Regions from separate parts of the Anas platyrhynchos genome. Here regions 2 and 3 are each linked to region 1. A link is a contact called in public Hi-C data. All regions are on one chromosome and are shown on one strand. Each heading gives the region's core, a stretch centred on a gene start, on an enhancer-like site or on the middle of the called end of the contact. The rest is flanking DNA. Distances are from core to core; before and after follow the strand shown.

Region 1 (3,543 bases), core at 467-2,966:
TGATAAATGCCATTGTTTTCCTGCCCTTCTGGCACAGCAGCAAAAGAGCATTCCCCTCTTCTCACTGTCAAAAGGTCTCCTGAATGAACATCCTTCCTGCTTACTGTTACCCTGGTGAATAGACAAATACAACAAGAAACATGCTACAGTGACACTGCTATACTGGACTTTCACCCAACAGGCTCAACTTTACCCTCCCTCTCCAATACTGTTATAAAACACAAGCACTGGGTAGATCAAAATCCATCTATGTTCCATTTTTGACACGGACCACTAACAGATGATTAAGTAGAATACAAGAAACAAGTCACATGGTGCTTCCAGCCCCACCACGTCCTTCCAGCTTCCTGCAATCGGCTGGTTATGGACTTTTCAAGGAGGAGGTTAGACATTGATTTATTTCAGCCAGTAGTCAGTTAAATCACAGAAGCAAAGGTTTTGGTAAAGGTAAACACCTTTACAACCTTACCTTTGGTAAATACCCCAAATACAGGACCATAAATTTAAAAACAGAAGGAAATGTGTTTCTTACCTAGAACAAATGAGGAGTGAGATGGAACAAGCCATGTTAATTAACCTTTGCGTTGGTTGTAGAAGAACAGAGGGGTAAAATGTCTGCTTCTGAAATCTTTTCTTCCAGGTTCTCTACGTGATGAGCCTGATAGGCTGGCTAAGGTAGCAGACTCCGTATCAGGGAAGGCTATTACCTTCAAAGGTGCAATTCAGTTCCAGACAAAGTAGGAAAGATTACGCTTTACTTCCACTCACCAATTTCCAGACTCTGGATGGAGAACAATCCTATCTACACATACATTCGCATCAGTATTTCTGCTCTGGTGATTCAAAATAGCTCTGATTTTATTTTCCATAAACCAGCCTTTAATAGCACTCTTAAATGCTTCCAGTAAAACGCATTATGAAGGGGTCTCTGAGCCTTTTAGCACACACAGAATGTTTGGAAGTCTATAGTCAGAGAAATAGGATGGGGACTTCAGCAAGAATGAGTCTGTACCGAAACCTCAGTGCCACTGAACAGCTAAAGGATTTGTCCAGATCAATGACCTCTTGCCTTTGCTATGAGTTTAGCACTGGTCTTTCTTTGGAAGCTGTTTACAGGCATGTGAGAAGAAATCTCACCAGAGACAGGAAATTAAGGTTGGGGTTTCTGAGAATCCTTTCTAGCTGCATTCCTTCTGTGACATCTTTTTTATTTTCTTTGATCCCTTTCTTTTGGTGGTCTGCCAGTTTTTCTACTGGGAAGTGTCTTTTATTTTGTGTAGGCTTCCTGCATAACAAGAAGTATGGCTACAGACACTCAGTGCCTTGAATAAAAGATTGAGCCGCTGGCTTTAAGATCAGCCTTTGCCCTTGTCAAAACAAGCTATTCTCATTTTACAGTAATCAACACCAAACAAGGTCAATCAGAATCTTTCCACTGACCTTATTAGAAGTTAGATCTGGGCCCAAATATCCTGGGGTTTGTTACCCTGAGCTTTTATCTTCTGCAATACTGCAACAGTGATATTTATTAAAACTTAGCAAAAAAAAATTGCTGTTATTAATGTCTGAGGCCAAATATAGTCACATCTCTTTAACACACAGGCACGAAGACATTAATTTACAATACAGCAGAATAGAATGGTGATACATAAAGCTGGAATTCCAATTAGAAAGACATACAGTGGTTTCTGAATACCCATACAATGACTGTGACATTTATTTATGGTAAAACAGCCTATCTCCAAGAAAGAGGTGTTTATTTTATAATCCCTATTTATAAGATGCTGCTTTTTATGGTCTAGGTAAAACACAGTGGGAGTATTGCTGCTGATGTAAAAGAATGGCTGGCTTCTTTTCTACCATGGTGAAATCTTTCCTACAAGAAGAGCAAAGATGACAATTTCAGAACCACTGTGAAGCAGAAGGAAGGGGTGAGCCGTGAAAGAGGAATTACTTATTCTAACTGTTGTGTTTTCCACTTGCCAGCCTAATAGCCAAGCAATTCTCAAACAACAATAACTTTGTCTTGCTACTAGTAAGACCCTGAAAATGTTCTTACTTCAGTTTCACAAAGGTGTAATCTGAGGAGGGTGGGATTTGGATGACACTTGGAATATAGCAGGCAGCGGGAAACAGCAAGATTCTCTGCCTGAGAGTTCATTGCTTGAATGCCCCAAACACTTCTCCAGTGCATAAAGTAAGCAGCCTACCCAAGCTTGCATGGTTCATTTGGGCTAAAGGCATTTGTGAATGATTAGCCTATTTGCTGAAACTGTAAAGGACCAGAACAGAATTGGAGGAAGGGTGAGCAAGCAGCGCTAATCCAGCAACTCTACCACACATACTGTTGACCTTTGGCTTGGACTCTTGGTGTGTCCATCTCCAGTGTGTTAAATGGGTTACTTTGAACCTACCTTGCAAGAGTGTACCAAAGGAGTAAGTTGAAGACTGAGATGTTCAGAGAAGCAATCTCTTTGCATTATTTCAATCCTTTAAATAAGCAGAGACTGGAGTAGGATTGAGGATCTTGTCTGGTCAGTAATGAGGAAACTAAGTTGTCAGGAAGCAGGAAAAGGGAAGCTGCTATTTTTCTACAGAGAAGCTCTTTCCCACCTCAGGATAAAAGCAGCAGAAAATGTTTCATTAGGATGGTGCCAGAAGAGGAGAAAAGATGATATACATGTACTTTCTAGAGGAGTCCCTTCCATTACCTGGTGACAACAGGAGAGAGAAGAGCCATTGTCAAACTAAATCATGTACAAGATATTTTATAATGTTACAAAAGCTACATTACAGACTCCTAACATTCAGGATTGGCTTCCTGCTTTTGGAGCTCAAATTACTTCTCAGACATTACCTAATTATATTTGGCACAATCATCTCATCTTACACGCAGGCAGACACATTAAGTCACATGCTCAGCTTTTATAAACTGCTGATTTTAGCAGCATTGCTGATATACTCCAGCTGAGGACAAGTCCATTGCCATTTCTTATATGTGAGGAAAACTCATAGCCTTTTCATTGGCATCTTCCGTATAGGGAGGAATGGTTGAAGTGAAGGTTTCACCTTGTGTAAACAGATCAACCGGAAGCTTCCAAGCTGCTAAATTAAGATTTCTTTCTGTTTGCATGTAGTATCAGCTGTCACCACAGGGTGACAGCACAGACAATGAAACTCCACTCAGATCACTGTGAAATGATCTCAAAAGGGCAGTAGACATAGGGGTTCTCAAAACCCATGGAGGCGTGCAAGAAAGTTGCTTTTGTTTAAAAAAAATAAAAATACACGCACAGTGAACATTCAGAATTGGGGTCTGACAGGTCAGACTGAGACCCAATCCTGCTTATCTGGTAGAAGCATTGACACTGATTTTACTGTAAATCTGTCCTCCAGCATTTGGAGATAAGTTTGCCATTGGATTTTAAGAAGGAGGGAAAGAAAATCTGAGACAGGGAAATATATGGCTTTGCTACCAGTAAAAATGCTAGACTACCACTACCACATACATAGTGAGAAAAGTGGAAGCACAACAAAACTTTT
Region 2 (3,543 bases), core at 769-3,268, 170 kb after region 1:
GGTTCAGGGAATTTTTTTTATGCTAATGGCAAATATCTGCTTGTAAATAGACCACTTAAAAGGCAGGGTTCATGGAGGTCTTTGCTAACAAAACTTGAACAGGTAATAGCACACAAAACATCACCTACATATCAACTGTTCTTTTTTGTGCCTTCAAGCTGGAAAAATAGGTTTGTCCAAGCAATACAGATGGTTAATGCATTTGAGACAGACTGATACAATCAGGTGGAGTAATTTTGAACACAAATAGGATTTAAATCCAGATCTAAAAAAAGTTTCAAATTATGTTTTATAAAATGAACGTAATTAATAACTCCCAAAGCAACGGTTGTTAGGAAATAAGTTGTAGCTTCTACACTGGGGAAAAAGACAGAATCTGTCTAAAATTTAAACATCTCATCATTATCTGCATTGCAGTTTGTCCAAATATCTACAGGTCATCTCAACTGAACCGCTTTACTCTGAAACTTACACGAATCATTCCTAAATTTATGAGGATACCTTGAACTGGCAAGGAAGAGACCACATCTTAAATGCTAAACCATCATTTCACCTCTTCTATGTGCTATGAATTATTTGCTTATCTTTAAGTACACATGAATCACATCCCAGATAGCACTTAGGTATATGAAGCTTCTGTGGCTCCCTCTAGATGCTACATCCTTGAGCAACAATACATCAGTGTTCTGATGTGTTCAAAACACATCAAATTACTTTTCTCCTTATCTCAAGGGTGAACAAGGATGGCCATTCCGCACATCAAAGGAAAAGATATTGTGATAAAAGATTAAAAAAATAAAAAATGAAGTGCCACCCTCCAAGAGCACACCAAAGGAAACCTCTCTGCAATTCAAAGCCAACTGAAAAACACTGAACACTAATAGCTCTGCAGACACTAAAAACATAAGTTATTGTGCTGAATGGAAGCCATCCTTCACATTTGTTACGATTGATTTACAAGAGCCTCAAAAGAGGAGTCTGAAGCACTCACTCAAGGTGATATGCAGCCAAGCTGAGAAGGCTTTTTCACCTTTTTTTCAAGAATAATTTGAAATGAGTCGTCACAGAGATGGTATCTGTATTGCTTAAAATGTGAATAAGGCAAAAATATCATTTTTGTTCTCTCTTTATCTTAGCACCCTGTATATTGAATTGTGACAAGTCAGCTGAAAGTTACCACCAAAGAAAGTTATCAGGAAAAAATAGTTTGAAAGTATTCCATTTACCATGAAACACCTGAAGAGCTTCGACATTCTTGAGAGATTCGTGAAAATTTTATAAAGGTTTCAAAGAGCTGCTCAAGTACCAACAGATTTAACCTGAAATATAGGCTTGTGTGAGGCTGAACAGCTGAGCCCCACACCATACAACACTCCAGAAGACAACAGCTGCAACCTAAAAAAAATGCAGGTGAGTCCTGGCACTCACACCAGCCTATCATCAGGTTGCCCACTTGCATTCCTGCATGCACTGAGCTTTTAAAAGTTTTAAAACTCACCAAGTCCACACAAGCTCTAGTGTTCTTATTTCTTGGCCTCCAGCATGCATTCAGAACAAAACCTGCTAGTTCTAAAGGAATCAGATTGCATTTCTGCTAGCCCGGTAGGAAGGAGATGAGGGAAATCTGTCTAGCACACACAGAAGGGATTGCTGCTCCAGTTATTTATGTGCCTTTTCCCAGAGTTGTATCTGATGAAACTGCTCACCTCTCCAGGACATCCAACAGTGGGTGGCCATGCTTTCCTGAGAAGAATTAATCTGGTCCCCAAACCAGACACATTTCTACTACATACCCCTTTTTACTCCTGCTCAGTCTCCCTTCAACTCTGCAAATCTCAGTCCTGATGCTAACAGCTGTCCTGCTGGCAAAGAAATTGGCTTCCTTCGGATTCTGAGAACATTAGCACCCAGATTTTCCAGAGCTACGATCTACTCAGATCCTGATTCCTTAAGGAAAATCTGCTTGCAAGATTAGCATTGTATGCCAACTTAGTAGTTGGCAAACATAGGCATGGGATAACAGTAAGATAAGGCGAAGGCACAGACAGCTTGTGAGATCAGACTAGACTTCATTACTGAACAAACTAACAAACCAAAACACCACTATCAGGGAAGCAGCACAGCACAAGGTGTTTTCCAGACCAGATTATCACTAATAGTTTGTACAAAGCCAAAAGCACTCGAATACATCCAAACAGGTTTTATTTCTCCCTTCAGAACACTAATTAAATTATCAGCTTACATAACTTGTGCAGCTACTAGGAAAGAAAGACAAAAAACAGTCTAATTCACAGACAGGCCTCAGCAACACAACCAATGTTATCGGTCCGTAAAGTGAGGGAGTGTTTTTTTTTGAGGAAATCAAATCAGACCTTGGGTTCAGCACCACAACCTGTGAAAGAGGCTAATTACCACTATAACTCCACCACGACCATTATTGACAAGAGCACAGCCGAGGTATCAAGCGGCTTCATGAAAGAAATCTGTCCATTTAGCATCCATTTTCCAGAGTCTGGGCAGAAATGCAGCTAACAGACATCTATTTTACCAGCTTTAATAGCACATTTCAACCTTTGTTGTTTGCCTGCCTTTAGCTTCTTAAGCATCTGTTACTGGAGAAAAAAGGACAGTTTAAAACCCGGTACCACTGATAAGGTCAATACTGCATTATTTCTCAGGAGTTCTATTGCCAGATCACAGGAACTAAAGAATCCCTTTCCCTGCATATGGAGTAAGGTATGATAAAAATACATTTCACACCAGCCTAATGAAAAAACATGAACATCTGGTAGGTGTTCACTGGAAGAATTCAGTTACAAAATTAGTTAAATTACATTGACTCCAACCGCAATCATAATTTAGGGAAATAATGAGGGAAATGATGTTACTGCTAACAGTAACACTGCATTCTTCCTATCGTCTGAAATACGGGACACTAGCTGGGCAAAGTCAACTCCTGCCTTGAACCTGCTGTAGGGAGGGTATCAATCCCAGCCTGGTTATGTTTCTGCTACACAACTGAAGGACTGACACAGTCCTTTCAAAGCCAACCACCTGTGGCTTTCCAGAATCAGTAAAGAACTCTAAGCTACTCGTTACCGAAGTGATGAGGACCCTTAAGGATTTGGGCCACACACACACAATCCACTCATTCAAACAGTAAAGGTCATTAATTATAGGAAATCAATTTGTATACAATGTTTTGAGCTAACTTTCACTTATATAACCTCTAGCCTTCTATTCTGGAAGATTTAGAGCTCCCTTCTGGTAAAGGCATGTAATTAAGCAATTAAAACATATTAACCTGACAGTAGAAAAAAAAAAAAAAAACACAGGCTTTACAACACACTCCATGAAGGGAGAACCTCATGACCAGGTACCACCAGAGGAATTCCCAAATATTCCAAAAAGAAACCTACAGAAGAGACAACCACTCAGATACAGACACACCATGCTGCTAGCCTAGTAATGTTCCAAACCCAAGTAACTGCAGCTGTGCAACAAAGCCTAAGGTTTCTCAACAGTTTCTTAAATTTTGACAGG
Region 3 (3,543 bases), core at 547-3,046, 150 kb after region 1:
CAGGCAGCACGGTGGGCACCAGGCACTGAAGGGCAGACAGAGCTGGGCCGACCACCCACAAAAAAAAACAAAATTCAAGACAGATCCAAGCGCTGTGGATGCCTTGGCAGAGCTGCTCTGGTGGCTGGTAGGGCAGTGGCAGCACCTCGCTGGCACCACCAGGAGGAATTGCAGGTTTAATGTGGCAGGGCCCTGGACAACTCTGATCGTGGTGAGAATCAAAAGAAAGGGACCTGGAGGCCCAGGACTGCCTCCGTTTTGGTGCATGTGTCCATGCTGCCTGACTGGCACAGAGCACCCAGCCCCGGCCAAAACACCCTGCTTGGCCTCACCAAACTGAGCTGGAGAGTGTCAGATGCTGCCATGGCACGGCAGGGAAGGGAGCAGGTTGTTTGGGGATGGTGACAGATCAGCAGCCACCAGGTCACACTGCCTGGCTCTGGCTGTTGCACGCGGGCAGCTGAATGGCATCTGTCAGTCGCCACCCTCAAGCTGTGTCTCGAAGCCAGCTGCCATCCCACTCCCACCCAAACCATCCATCAAGCATCGTCTGTGTCAAGCTAGTTTTTATTTTAAACCTAACGTCTGTAAAGTGTTTTGCCTTTAAATTATTCTGCAGACTCACTCAGTTAAACAGCATTTCCCAGTCTAGACAGAACAATCTTGTTGTCAGTGAAACAGATTCACCCTGACATCCCCACGGTGCGTGGTGATGCGGTTGCTATTTTGGAAAAACAGAAAGAGCTAAAAGCTTTTTCTCTTACGGTTTTGAAATGATTCCTGTCCACTCAACTTCAAACAAACACCTCAATAAATGATCCAGCCGTGTTTGATCTCTATTAGGAAGCCACATGGATGGAGAAAGGGGAAACGGTTTGGCATCTGTGTGATCCGACATCTGAGTGCTTCCTGCAAGATGCCTGCCCTCCTCAAAGGGAGGAATTCCCTCTCCTGCTCTGGTTTTCCAAACTGGCTGATTTGGCTCTTGTCTCCAGACTGCAGGCTGAGGAGTGCAGTTTGGAGCCCTCAGGTCCCCCTAGTGTGATACCAAGGACTCTGCTCCCAAGCAGGGACTTGCCTGATTCTCCGTGGCTGTGGGGCGAGCCGCAGGTGACGGGCATGAAGATGCAACCGAAGCATCAGCAGCCTGAAAGAGATATCAAACCAAGTCAAAATATATCCTGCATGTCAGCTTTGCCCCCATGCCTCCTCTTGTCAGTGCATGAGAAGCGACAAACGCTTCCTTTACATTATAATTAAAAAAAGAATTTCCCCCCTCATGAAAAATCTGCACAAAGGAAAAGGTAAAGCAGGCAGAGCGTTTGACAGCACTTCACGTGTAGTCAGCTCTGCTGTAGCCTGCGGAGCTGTGAGAGCGAAAACAGCCTGATCAAACCAAAAATAATATTTTCCCCTTTTGCTCTGTCAGTGACAAATCCTTGATGCCTGCAGTGAGAATAACGTACACCAGCTGGGGAGCTTTCATCTTGCAGTAACACAGCTACCTGCCCAACCTGGCACAGTGGTGGGGGAAACGCATTGAGATATTACCCAGCATCAGATTCACTGCAAGCACCAATTCTGATGTCTTCAGCTGGCTTGAGAGCATCCCGAAGCCACAGGGTCCACCTTCAAACCTGATGCTACATTAAGCAGTCCCTCTGCTCTTGGCCTTCAGCCGATCCGATCACTGCAGAAGCCATCAGCACGTGAGAGGTTGTTCTGCGAGAGCCCCAAAAGCAACAACTAAGCAAAGCAATTCACATTTCAACGCACGTGGCATCAAGGTTGCGAAATTCTCCCATCCCAAAGTGCTCCCAGCAGAGCCTCTGGGTAGACCTGAGCTCCCTTTTCTGCCAGAGGTGCCAGCACCTGCAGACAACAGGCTGAGAGCTCTCTCAAGCTCCCCCAGGTGAGACAGGTAGGCTACAAATGCAGCACAGCCATGTTCAGGTGTGTTTTCAAGCACAAACAGTGGGATGGAGATGTGGACACCAGCCCTTTGAGGTGGCCAGGGCTCCTCCATCGCACACAAACCAGCTCACCTCTCCAGAGCAGCTGCTCGGGATGGAAGCAGCAATTGCTGGTCCCCCAGCTCTGGGGCAAAACCTCACTGAACTAACGAGCTGGCAAAATAAAATATAAATGCCTCAGGAGACACGAGGCATTTAGCAAGTCCTGGGCCAGCAGAGCCCACTTCAACGTGGAGCTAGTGGTTGCACATCAGAGCACTGTACCTGCTCCACCTCGAGACACTTGTGTTGGAAGGGTTTGATGACTCCCAAGAAATGCCAAGCCAAGAAGCTTTTAGGAACTACTGAACTGCCTTTTGAAGAGGCAGGAGATGCATGTACCTAATCCAGTCTTAAAACTAATGATTTAATTTACCTTATGTGTACCAAGCCAGCATTAATGAGCATCTCCCAGTAGTATAACATCGGAATGTTTTATCTGGAGATTATGCTGATTAAATCATCAGGTGCCATAATCTTCCCTTCCCAATAAGAGGAGTAAAAAAAAAAAAAAAAAAAAAAAAAAAAACACTTAAAATATAGACATAGCCCTCTAAGCCACAGCAGGGAACTGCACATTTGAGCACTCTTCTTGCTTAGCAGAACGTGCCCATGAGGCTCCCCATCCTGGAAGATGTTGTTCTAGCTGGTGCGGTGCTCAGAAGGAAAATGAAGGCACTTGTTCGGAACTGAAGAGAAGCCAGGAGACAGAGGAGGAGCTTCGAGATAGTACAGGTGCTACACTGGATGCACAGCTGCTGCCTGAGGCCACTGGGTCACTTGCTGATGGGACAGGAGATGAGGATGGCCTTTCAGGTCACAGCTAACAGTTCCTTTGGTTGAACGCACAAGGTAGCCAAGCTTCCCAGAGCTCCTTCAGAAGATCTCTGCATCCCTCAGCCCTTCTCCTTGCCCCACTCCTCAAGGAGCTGCACTGCTCCGAGGGTGAGGCTGGTGGGCACCATCCACAGAGCAGACACCTCCCTCCACCTGCCCCCAAAACCTGCCTTTTCACCAAGGTTTTGCTCTGCAAGCATCACTGAGGAAATGCAATGGGAGCTCCTGAGGCTATAAATCTGCTTCCAGAACACCAGACACTGAGGCCGCCGGTCACGCAAGCTACAAATCCAAGTGGCTTAGATTCCTCGTGCAGGTAGACAACACCTTAGCAGAGGGGAATAAAAAGAGAAGCCTGCTGAAAACACCTCCATTCCACCTCTCTCATCTTCCCATCTCTGCCTGCACCACCTCTTGCTGTACACCGAAGTGAAGGAACAAACCACCTACACCCCGACGAGTCAACGAGACCTACCTTGACTTCTTCAAACAGTTATCGCCTGCTGACAGTGGGTTTCCAGACCCAGCCTTTGGGACCCGATTGCAAACACTTTCCGGCAGCTCTCTGCCACGTAATCATGTTTGGGTACTTCACATCTAACGGCTTTGTCTGCTGCCTGCTTGGATTGCATGCAGAGTGCTCCAGAGCCCTTGGGCACAGCACTTCAGAAACAGAACACCTTTTATTTAAAGC

What was found. A called contact is a pair of places that touch in the nucleus more often than the background predicts.
Region 2: a Hi-C map of liver shows a contact between it and region 1, with 3 times the contacts expected there. The contact joins the enhancer-like site here to the promoter of TMEM233 in region 1. A contact is called at or near these places in 2 of 8 Hi-C or Micro-C datasets (liver and subcutaneous adipose tissue).
Region 3: a Hi-C map of skeletal muscle shows a contact between it and region 1, with 3 times the contacts expected there. The contact joins the promoter of SRRM4 here to the promoter of TMEM233 in region 1. A contact is called at or near these places in 2 of 8 Hi-C or Micro-C datasets (liver and skeletal muscle).

The regions. Positions count from the first base shown.
Region 1 is chr16:7,432,591-7,436,133 of IASCAAS_PekinDuck_T2T, reverse strand. It overlaps TMEM233 (transmembrane protein 233), which reads right to left and starts at 1,716. Exons shown (of 10, transcript XM_072024305.1): 1 at 1-1,716.
Region 2 is chr16:7,260,861-7,264,403 of IASCAAS_PekinDuck_T2T, reverse strand. All of the region lies in intron 6 of SUDS3 (SDS3 homolog, SIN3A corepressor complex component), which reads right to left. Among named protein-coding and RNA genes, the nearest start is that of SUDS3, 7.6 kb to the right of the region's middle. Within about 2 kb of position 2,018, at least 1 of the 8 cell types and tissues checked has an H3K27ac peak or open chromatin away from gene starts, as enhancers often do.
Region 3 is chr16:7,284,960-7,288,502 of IASCAAS_PekinDuck_T2T, reverse strand. SRRM4 (serine/arginine repetitive matrix 4) reads right to left here and starts at 1,796. Exons shown (of 26, transcript XM_072024296.1): 1 at 1,552-1,796; 2 at 1,079-1,147.